Regions from separate parts of the Zea mays genome. Here all the other regions are linked to region 2. The links are chromatin contacts, called in public Hi-C maps. All regions are on one chromosome and are shown on one strand. The core of a region is the stretch at or near the end of the contact, and the rest is flanking DNA. Distances in the headings are between cores, read along the strand shown. Region 1 holds the start of LOC100280079 (Folate synthesis bifunctional protein). Region 2 holds the start of LOC103633110 (serine/threonine-protein kinase SRPK). Region 3 overlaps LOC100382036.

The links. Hi-C and Micro-C count contacts between places; a contact is called where the count stands out from the background.
Region 1: a contact with region 2 is called in a Hi-C map of bundle sheath, with 4 times the contacts expected there. The contact joins the promoter of LOC100280079 here to the promoter of LOC103633110 in region 2. A contact is called at or near these places in 5 of 25 Hi-C or Micro-C datasets (bundle sheath, ear, endosperm and 2 more) and 1 of 3 datasets of contacts at active chromatin or transcription factors (leaf).
Region 3: a contact with region 2 is called in a Hi-C map of leaf, with 6 times the contacts expected there. The contact joins the enhancer-like site here to the promoter of LOC103633110 in region 2. A contact is called at or near these places in 4 of 25 Hi-C or Micro-C datasets (bundle sheath, ear, leaf and 1 more).

The regions. Positions count from the first base shown.
Region 1 is chr7:150,457,027-150,459,757 of Zm-B73-REFERENCE-NAM-5.0, reverse strand. It overlaps LOC100280079 (Folate synthesis bifunctional protein), which reads right to left and starts at 1,380. Exons shown (of 3, transcript NM_001153018.1): 1 at 928-1,380; 2 at 207-353; 3 at 1-111. The coding sequence starts at 267.
Region 2 is chr7:150,620,665-150,623,364 of Zm-B73-REFERENCE-NAM-5.0, reverse strand. LOC103633110 (serine/threonine-protein kinase SRPK) reads right to left here and starts at 1,407. Exons shown (of 6, transcript XR_556347.3): 1 at 686-1,407.
Region 3 is chr7:150,387,731-150,390,430 of Zm-B73-REFERENCE-NAM-5.0, reverse strand. It overlaps LOC100382036, which reads right to left. Exons shown (of 15, transcript NM_001361571.1): 12 at 2,077-2,157; 13 at 1,930-1,983; 14 at 1,550-1,681; 15 at 1,114-1,463. The coding sequence ends at 1,392. Among protein-coding and RNA genes, the nearest start is that of LOC100382036, 11 kb to the right of the region's middle. Within about 2 kb of position 1,365, at least 3 of the 20 cell types and tissues checked have an H3K27ac peak or open chromatin away from gene starts, as enhancers often do. A contact at or near this core is called in leaf, where this site is marked.

The DNA.
Region 1 (2,731 bases), core at 131-2,630, 160 kb after region 2:
GGTCAACTGAACGGCTCTCAAGTGAGCAATGAGTAAAGAAACGGGTCTTGAATGGAACAACATGTCTGGAAGCTCTGTTCAAGGATCTTGGAGGATGAGTAAGATCAGACACTGTCAAAAAAATAGGAAGGGGTGAGTTAGACATTAGAGGCTTAGTTGTTTTTAATTGCATGTTAGTGGATTTAAATTGAAAGCTAGAATTGTACCAAAGTAGTTCTTAGCAACTGAATGCATCTTCCTAACTGAATCCTTAGCATGCAGGAGCATGGTTGAGCGTATGAGAAATAAGAAAGCAACCGCTTGATACCAATTGTAGTCTTAGAATCTTTCACATGAGCTTTAATCCTTCACATCTGGTAACAGGCAAAACACAGACAAATGTGAGGCTGAACAAGCATAACCAAAAGCTAAAACTTGGTTACCAAAGTTCCAATCATGCACCCAAAAGAGAGTCTGACAGATGAAAAAAATCTGCAGCAATGGAGACATATAGCTTTGAAGTTTGATGTTGGAACAAGCAAGAGGTTTTTTTTCCCTAATGATAGCTGATGAGATATACCAGAAGAAATTAATGAACGAAAATACAGAAGTTCTCTAGCAAACCTCCCCAAACAAAAAGGTGCTACAAGCTTATGCAAGACAGCAAGAGAGCTTGTCAGCTCAAGTGTTTTGCTGTGGGATCCTTTTGCTGCTTGAAACTGCTGGGGAAACATGAAATTGGTCCACTGCCATTGTGACTAACTATCAGTCCAACGAGGCAATACAAGTGATCAAATAGCTCTCTCGCAAATCAGGAAGCTCTTCCTAGCGGCGGAGGACGCGCCAAAATCAAGGTGTTGCTAACGTAGTGACGAAAGAAAAAAAAAATCACAACACAGTCTAAAATAATTCATAGCTACAAACTAAGCGATGAATATAGAAAAGTACCTTATTCAAAAGCATGCTTATCTGAAGCGCCGCCTTAGCGTCGCTTAGGCGCTAAGGCGCCTGTGGAACCTGAGGCATCTAACGCGCCTTGCCATGGAGCGTAAAGCGCCCGCTGCGGCGCAGGGCGTCCGCGAGGCGTCGACGGGGCTTCGTTGAGCCGTCGTCGGGGCGATGCCTTGGGGAGTTAGAGCGGCGGCATTGGCTGGGAAACAGAGGAGAGCTGGAGCAGTGACGGCGGCGCGTAGGGCACCCGTAGCGGTGGCGTGTAGGGCCACGCAGCGGCGGCGTGCAGGGTGCCCGCAGTGGCGGCACGCAGGGGAGAGGGAGAGAGAAGAGCTGCGGCTCGGAGGAGAGAGGAGAGCGGTGTGGAGAGCGACGGCGACGGCTGAGAGGAGAGTAGGAGACTAGGAGAGCGGCTGAAAGCCTAGGAGAGAGAGGAGAGGCAGCTGGTTAGGTTAATCTTAGCGTGTTGGGGACTTGGGCGGTACGTGGGCTTTTTTGTTTTTCTTTTTTTTTTCCTGTTTCCCTCTTGTGCTAGGCTAAAATGGATCCATTTAGTGCGCCTACGGATGATTCACTTTTGGCTGCCACGAATGCGTCACTAGGTAGGAGGAGTGGACGACCATCCGCCACCTCCATGTCACATCACTGATGACTCCTTCATGGGACGTGTGTGCAGCAGATGCAGAATCACAAACATGCGATAGCAACAACTCTGATATATATCAAGGAATCTGCTTATTGCTTCTACGAAATTGGAACGGGTTGTGCTCTCACCTTTGTGGAAGGACCTGCCCAGAGCCGCCTAGTCGTGGGCGGACGCGGGTTGGCGGAGGCCGGAGGCGGACGGGGGCACAGTGCGACGGCCGACGGAGGACAGAGGCGCTCGAGGGAGGCGCCGGGCGCGCGGACTGGGACTGGGAGGCTCGGTGGCGGCTTGGTGGATGGCGAGCGGTAGGTTAGGGATTAGTTTTTTTTTTCCACTGATGATATTTTTTGGGCTGGGCCAAGTATTGCTTTGAGCCTTCCACCCAATGGCCCAAGATTAGCTAGTACTTCTAGAGTCCTAGACAAAGAAAAAAATAATTGTCACAGATTGTATACACATGCTGCCTACGAAGTCCGTCGTTCATTCTAAATTCCTGATTAAAATTTTGTGTGACACATTGTAAGAGCATCTCCAACAGATTTCAATAACTTTAATCTTGAACCTTAATTTAGAGAAAAAAACAATCATCCAACGGAGCTCTATTGACGCTTCCTATTCTTCTACATGTGCCAAAAAAAAAAACAATCAAAGCTCGGCTGGGTTCGACTGACTGTTTGAGTGAGCAAAAAAGTAGGCTCGGCTAAGACTCATTCAGGTTCACGAGCCTCTCCGAGTCGAGCCGACTCACAAGTCTCGAACTTTTTTTCTAGGCTGGCAAAAAAGATAAATAGGCACTATTGACGTATAAGGCTTAGAAGGTAGACTGCTCATCCGATTGTCCTGTTGCCACGATCTTGGCCCCCCGATCGCCGACATAGAGAGATGGACTGTTATCTATGTGGGCAGCGAGATAGTGCAAGGGAGGTCGGCCGGTCGGGCTGAGGGTTCGTACCTCGACGACCTTGAGCCAGAAGGAAAAACATGGACAACTGTGCTAAGCCTGCTGAGTGAGCACTTGGACAACCATTTACAATTCATGTAGGCAGTATCTCTGATCCTTATCCTAAGAAAAATATCTACTCCTTTCCATCTGTTCTTCATTGCCAAAACCACCAAAGGTGCCCAGAACCAATACTTCATCTCATAGCGCATACG
Region 2 (2,700 bases), core at 158-2,657:
CTGCAGAAAGGAGTACCATTTGTAAAAACAATGTTCAGTTGTTGTTTTTTATCAATTTCACAACTCTATTCATCCAGAGCAATAATTATAATCATGGTTGTAGCTAAACGTAATAAGCCACATTAATATGAGAAAAGAGGGGCATTAAAAGAGTTTGCCTCCGGTACTGGCAAATGAATTTATTTTTGCAATTGTACTCTTAGAAAATAAATGAAAACTTCGATTTGGCATAGTTTCCCTCGAGCGCGTAAGACCTGAACCCATCTGGTTGCTAGGTGACGGAAGAGTAAAGGCTTTCCCATGGGAGCGGCAAACGGATGAACCGAACTCCCAAATGAGGAAAGAAACGACAAACCGAATCCATACTCTAGTGAAACGAAGCCTATAAAATCCGAGGGAGTATCCGACAGCCCCGTCGCAATCCCAATCCCAATCCCACACCCATTCCCCTCGACCTCGAGTGGGGTCCTAGGTCAGGGCAGGCCAGGCGCGCGCCAGCCAACCGCACGAGGCGCCAGCGGTACTTGCGATCCGATCAAGCGATCTATCGGTGCCCCGCTAATCGACAAAGCGCAAGATCTAGGCGGGCAATCGCATTACGAAGCGGAGCGGAGGGATCGCCGCGCGGGAAGCGGGGAGATGCCGTGATCTCATGCGGAAGAGGCCAGAGCGAGGGCGCGCCTACCTGTGACTGGACGTCGAAGGCGAGCCAGACGGTGGAGAAGTTGCCCCAGCCGAGCTTCCGCTGGGCGACGTAGCGGCCGGCGGCGAACTGGTCCCCGGGGCGGACGGCGTGGTAGCCGCCCTTGCGGTAGCCGTCGACGCCCTCGTCCTCCTCTTCCTCCTCCACCTCCACCTCGTCGCCCGACAAGGACGGCGACAGCGACGCCACCCGCGACATGCTCCTCCTCGGTTTCCCACGCCCCGCGTTCCGGGGATCCCAAGGCCAGGCCCGCGTAGGTGTCCGGCGATCCCACCGGTGGCGTGGCGAGCTCTTCTCTTCTGTTCCGGGTTAATTGGGCTGGGAATCACGGAGGCACGCGGTGGTGCGTTTGGTTGGTTAAAAATTTCTTGCTTTCCTCCTCAGGTGGTGGGGGAGGGACGGAGAGCATCCTGCATCCTTCCCTGGACGACGAGAGGAGGAAAGGAAGAGGAGGACGCGGGGAGCTTTCCCACGTCACTCCTCCTATTTTGGATGTATTGCACGGTCACCCACGACGCCAGCTTCCATCCCGACCCCCACCGTATCCATCCCACTGCTCATCGCCAATCAACCTGTTCTTTGGGACTTCTCTCTCTTTTACGGAAAAAAAAGGAGAGTTTTAATGCATTTTGCATTTGCTCTATGATTTTCTTGCCATTTCTTTTCCTTCGATATGTAACAAGAACAAGAATGAACATGACGGAGTTACATATCTAAGCTCTCAAGCCAATATTGTCATAAAAATATTACAGTTCGAATATCAAAGGTTTGCTTGATCAGAAAGCATCAACTTTGAGTGTCTTTCGGCTATATTTACACGTTGCGAAATTATTCATCAACAGGAATGAATGTTCTTTATGAGGGAAGTCGAAACTCAAAAGTGAGAAGCATATCATCCTACCAGTAACAAGCTGTGCCGGTCTTGGTTTACCATGATTCAACCATATGCCAAAATTCCCTCACTTTGGATGAGATGACGGTGCCTTCGTTGAAAAGCAACGTTACATTGCAATGGGTTCACATGTGATAATTAGGAAGTATGGGATGTCATTTGTGATAAAACAAGGTAGAGTTGTTGCGTAGGAATCCCAAGAGGTTGGTGCCGTGCACCTTTGCAGTGTCGTCTCATTATTAGCCAAACAATTTTTGAATTTTGGATTGGATTTTGTGTCAGTCTCGCAATACCAACAAAACTTGATAATGTGATGTGTATTATATTTTGTGCACTTCTTAAAATCTATAGAGAACCAAACATCATACTAGATAGGAACAAACAGTCAGATTATTAAACTAGATTATATAATCTTGAGGTCAGATTATCATAATCACATAAACTACTCAATAGAGAATTTTCCATAGTTACTATAATAGTTAGTTGGTTAGTTAAAGTTTATAAATACCCGATCAATCGATCCATAATTTTTCCAATTTTATAGCTTTGACCTTAATCAGCAATGGCAAAATCGCTTCCCCAACCCATTTTCTACTCGTAGAACTTCAATTGCTTTCTAATACTAATAAAATGACCGTTGGGGGAGGTGGTCGTCATGTCGCAGTCCTCGCGCATCTCAGTGGAGAGCTAGCGCACCCCCACCGCCCACTAGGGGAGATGCTTGTTGTGCTGTCGTCCTCGCGTTATTCTCGACGCCGAAGAAACAATTTCTTGTATTGAGGATTTCAGCATCGTTTTTTCTCGCCCCCACACCATCACAAGCGATCATATCCTCTTCATCATCACGATCAGAGATCGCTTCATGATGATGGCGCCCTCTCCACTGCCTCCACGTCCAACCATGTTCCCCGATGCTGGACCGCTCCATCACAGATCCACAACCTCCGGCTATCTATCACGCTCGAAGTCGGACGATCGGGGGAGAGTAGCAGGAGGGTCGCGCCATCTGGTACATCACATGTAGCCTAGTATGCCACCTAGCCCATCTACTCCCGCTTGGCCACCTAGCGCCACCGTCGCGTCCACGTGGCTCACGTCGACTCCA
Region 3 (2,700 bases), core at 116-2,615, 230 kb after region 2:
AGGGAAGGCCCTTCCAATCCTAGCCATCTCCGTGTGAAGAATCGATGCCCTAATGATGACGTCCTTCGACCTCGAAGATATAATATTATTATTTACAAAATAAATGAATAATGATAATAACAAAAACTCACATAATACAAAAGATCGAGCAATATGATATTAGGAAGTAAGTTTGGATGACATGACATTTAAATGGCTTATACATGTGGATTGTTATGGGTATGTTTGGAACATTTGAAATTGTTGCATAAGTCGCCTTTGGCAGTTATACTTAGTATATATGAATAATCTACGAAAATGGCTATACCTAGTATATCCATCAACAATCTACGAAAATATCAAGCTAACACGCTACTTGAGCACTTTGATGAAAGACAATGTATCTAGTGCAAACCAACTAACAAAAGTCACAAAAAAATCTCAAAAAATATAGATGTACTTCATTGTCTACTCTACCACTATATAAAATTTCAAATTCAAATTCATCACATGTTAACAGATACAAAAAAGAGAAAATTCTAATATACAAAAAGTGAAAATTATCTCTGAATTTTCACTTTTTTGTACATTTTAATATATGATGAATTTGAATTTAAAACTTTATTCAATGGTGGAGTGGGCAAAGAAGTACATCTATAGTTTTTTTTGAGAATTTATGTGACTTGTTAGTTAGTTTGTACGAAGTTTACACAGAATTATTAGTTTACACCTAATACATTGCCTTGATAAAAATAGTTTTAACATTTATATCCAATATATATCAACAATCTACGAAAATGTTTTCAAATAGTATGATTCTACCGATACTAAACTTACACAGTTTGTTACACAAATACTGGAATTCTATAATACTCCTCGTTTCAATTTATAATTCATATGACTTTTTTACGCTAAGTTTAACTCATTTGACTTTTTTACGCTAAGTTTAACTAGCTCGTCTTATCCAAAAATATTCATAAATTATTGTTAGTTTTTATTATGATCTCCTCTACTATGTAATATATTTTAAGTATGACTTTGAATTTTTAAAATTTTTCAAAAAAAATGAATAAGACAAAACAATCAAACTTGGCGCAAAGAAAAAGTCAAACGAATTATAAATTCGGACGGAGTGAGTAATGGTTAAAGATTTTCATTAAAATCTTGGTTGCCTGCCAAACTTAAGAAAACGAGTACGAGATACAGATACATGCCAAATGTAAACGTGGATATGCACCTCTAAGCTTTTTAACGATGAAAATCCTTGAAGCATAAGTCCAAATTAAAAAAAATAAAGTTACCAAAACCTCTCGGAATGAACACAGTAAGCTCTTCTGGCCGTATTCTGAAGTTATCGCTCGACTACAAAAATAAAATGAAAAGGGCGTGCGGCACCACATAAAACTGGCACATCAACAGCCTCGTCTTCTCCCGGAGTGAGATCGACATGAATGCCTTTTGTGATGCACAGAACTCCGAACCGCCTGGCAATAAAGGGTGTGAGAAAAAATAGACTAATATGAGACCAAAATCAGGGTAAGCGCATGTAGTCCTTTGTGTGAACACACACCTCCTTTATAGAGTTCAATATATCCACAATCTCTGCAAATGTTGGTCTTAGAGCAGGATCTTTCTGCCAGCATCTCTGGAGTAGCTCAGCGAGCATAGGATGAGTATCAACAGCAATAGTAGGCCTCAGATCCTGCATGTAGAGGTATCGGGACTGGCAAATTAGGATTTGAAACAGGAACCCCGCAGCAATTTCACAAGGAGTAATTCACTTCCCCACCAAGCACCGGAAAAGATTCAAATGGATCTACAATTCAACATTCACCTTCTATTTGGAACCTTTTTCCTTTCAGCAAATTAAAGTAGTATGATAACAGCAAGATGTCCTACTGTTCTTATTTTGTGACAAACCACAGTAACTGATGTGCTAAACTATGATACCTTTTGAACAACAGCAACTGCTGCCTGAAGAGGTGTCATGTCTTCATATGGAAGCTGAAAAGCAAAGGCCAACTCAACAATTAGCAAAACCAAACTTCTGCTCTACCATTGTCCCGACGAAACAATATGATGGCGAAAGAAAATAACCTTTCCGGTCAGCAGCTCCCAAAGAACTATCCCAAAACTGAAAACATCTGCTCTATGATCATACGGCAAATGCTCAATGACCTGCACAGTTTTTTTAGTAGAACGAGGTGATGCATAAACAAAAGCTAGTTTTGACTTCTATGTGGTACAAGGCTGATGGCATTGTGAAGATGGCACATTCATATCACAGCTAAGGAGCTCATTGACCCCCAGCATACCAATAAATTATATGTTATGCATTACTGAAGGCAAACTAAAAATAAATGATAAACATTTGCTGGACTACCTTCAGTTTGACAGCTCACTAATTTACTCTAAAGCTGAGATAGCGATTTGATCCCACAAAAGGTTCTTGGATTATTTTTTTCCAAAGTACTTTCAGATAAAAATGATTTTTCCCGGTACTTTATAGCTCAATACAGGAACAGTAACACCAACTGCAGACCAAGTAAACGAATCATATTCGATGCTAGAATTGTTGGCTTGGTGAAGCAGCATTGATGTAGATCACACAGAATAAAAAAAATAGTCATGTTGCAATAGCCGAGGCATCGCAAGCTGCTCAAAAAAATTAATCTTGGTTTTTTGAAAAGTGACATTAGGAACTAAGTAAACTTTTAGGTA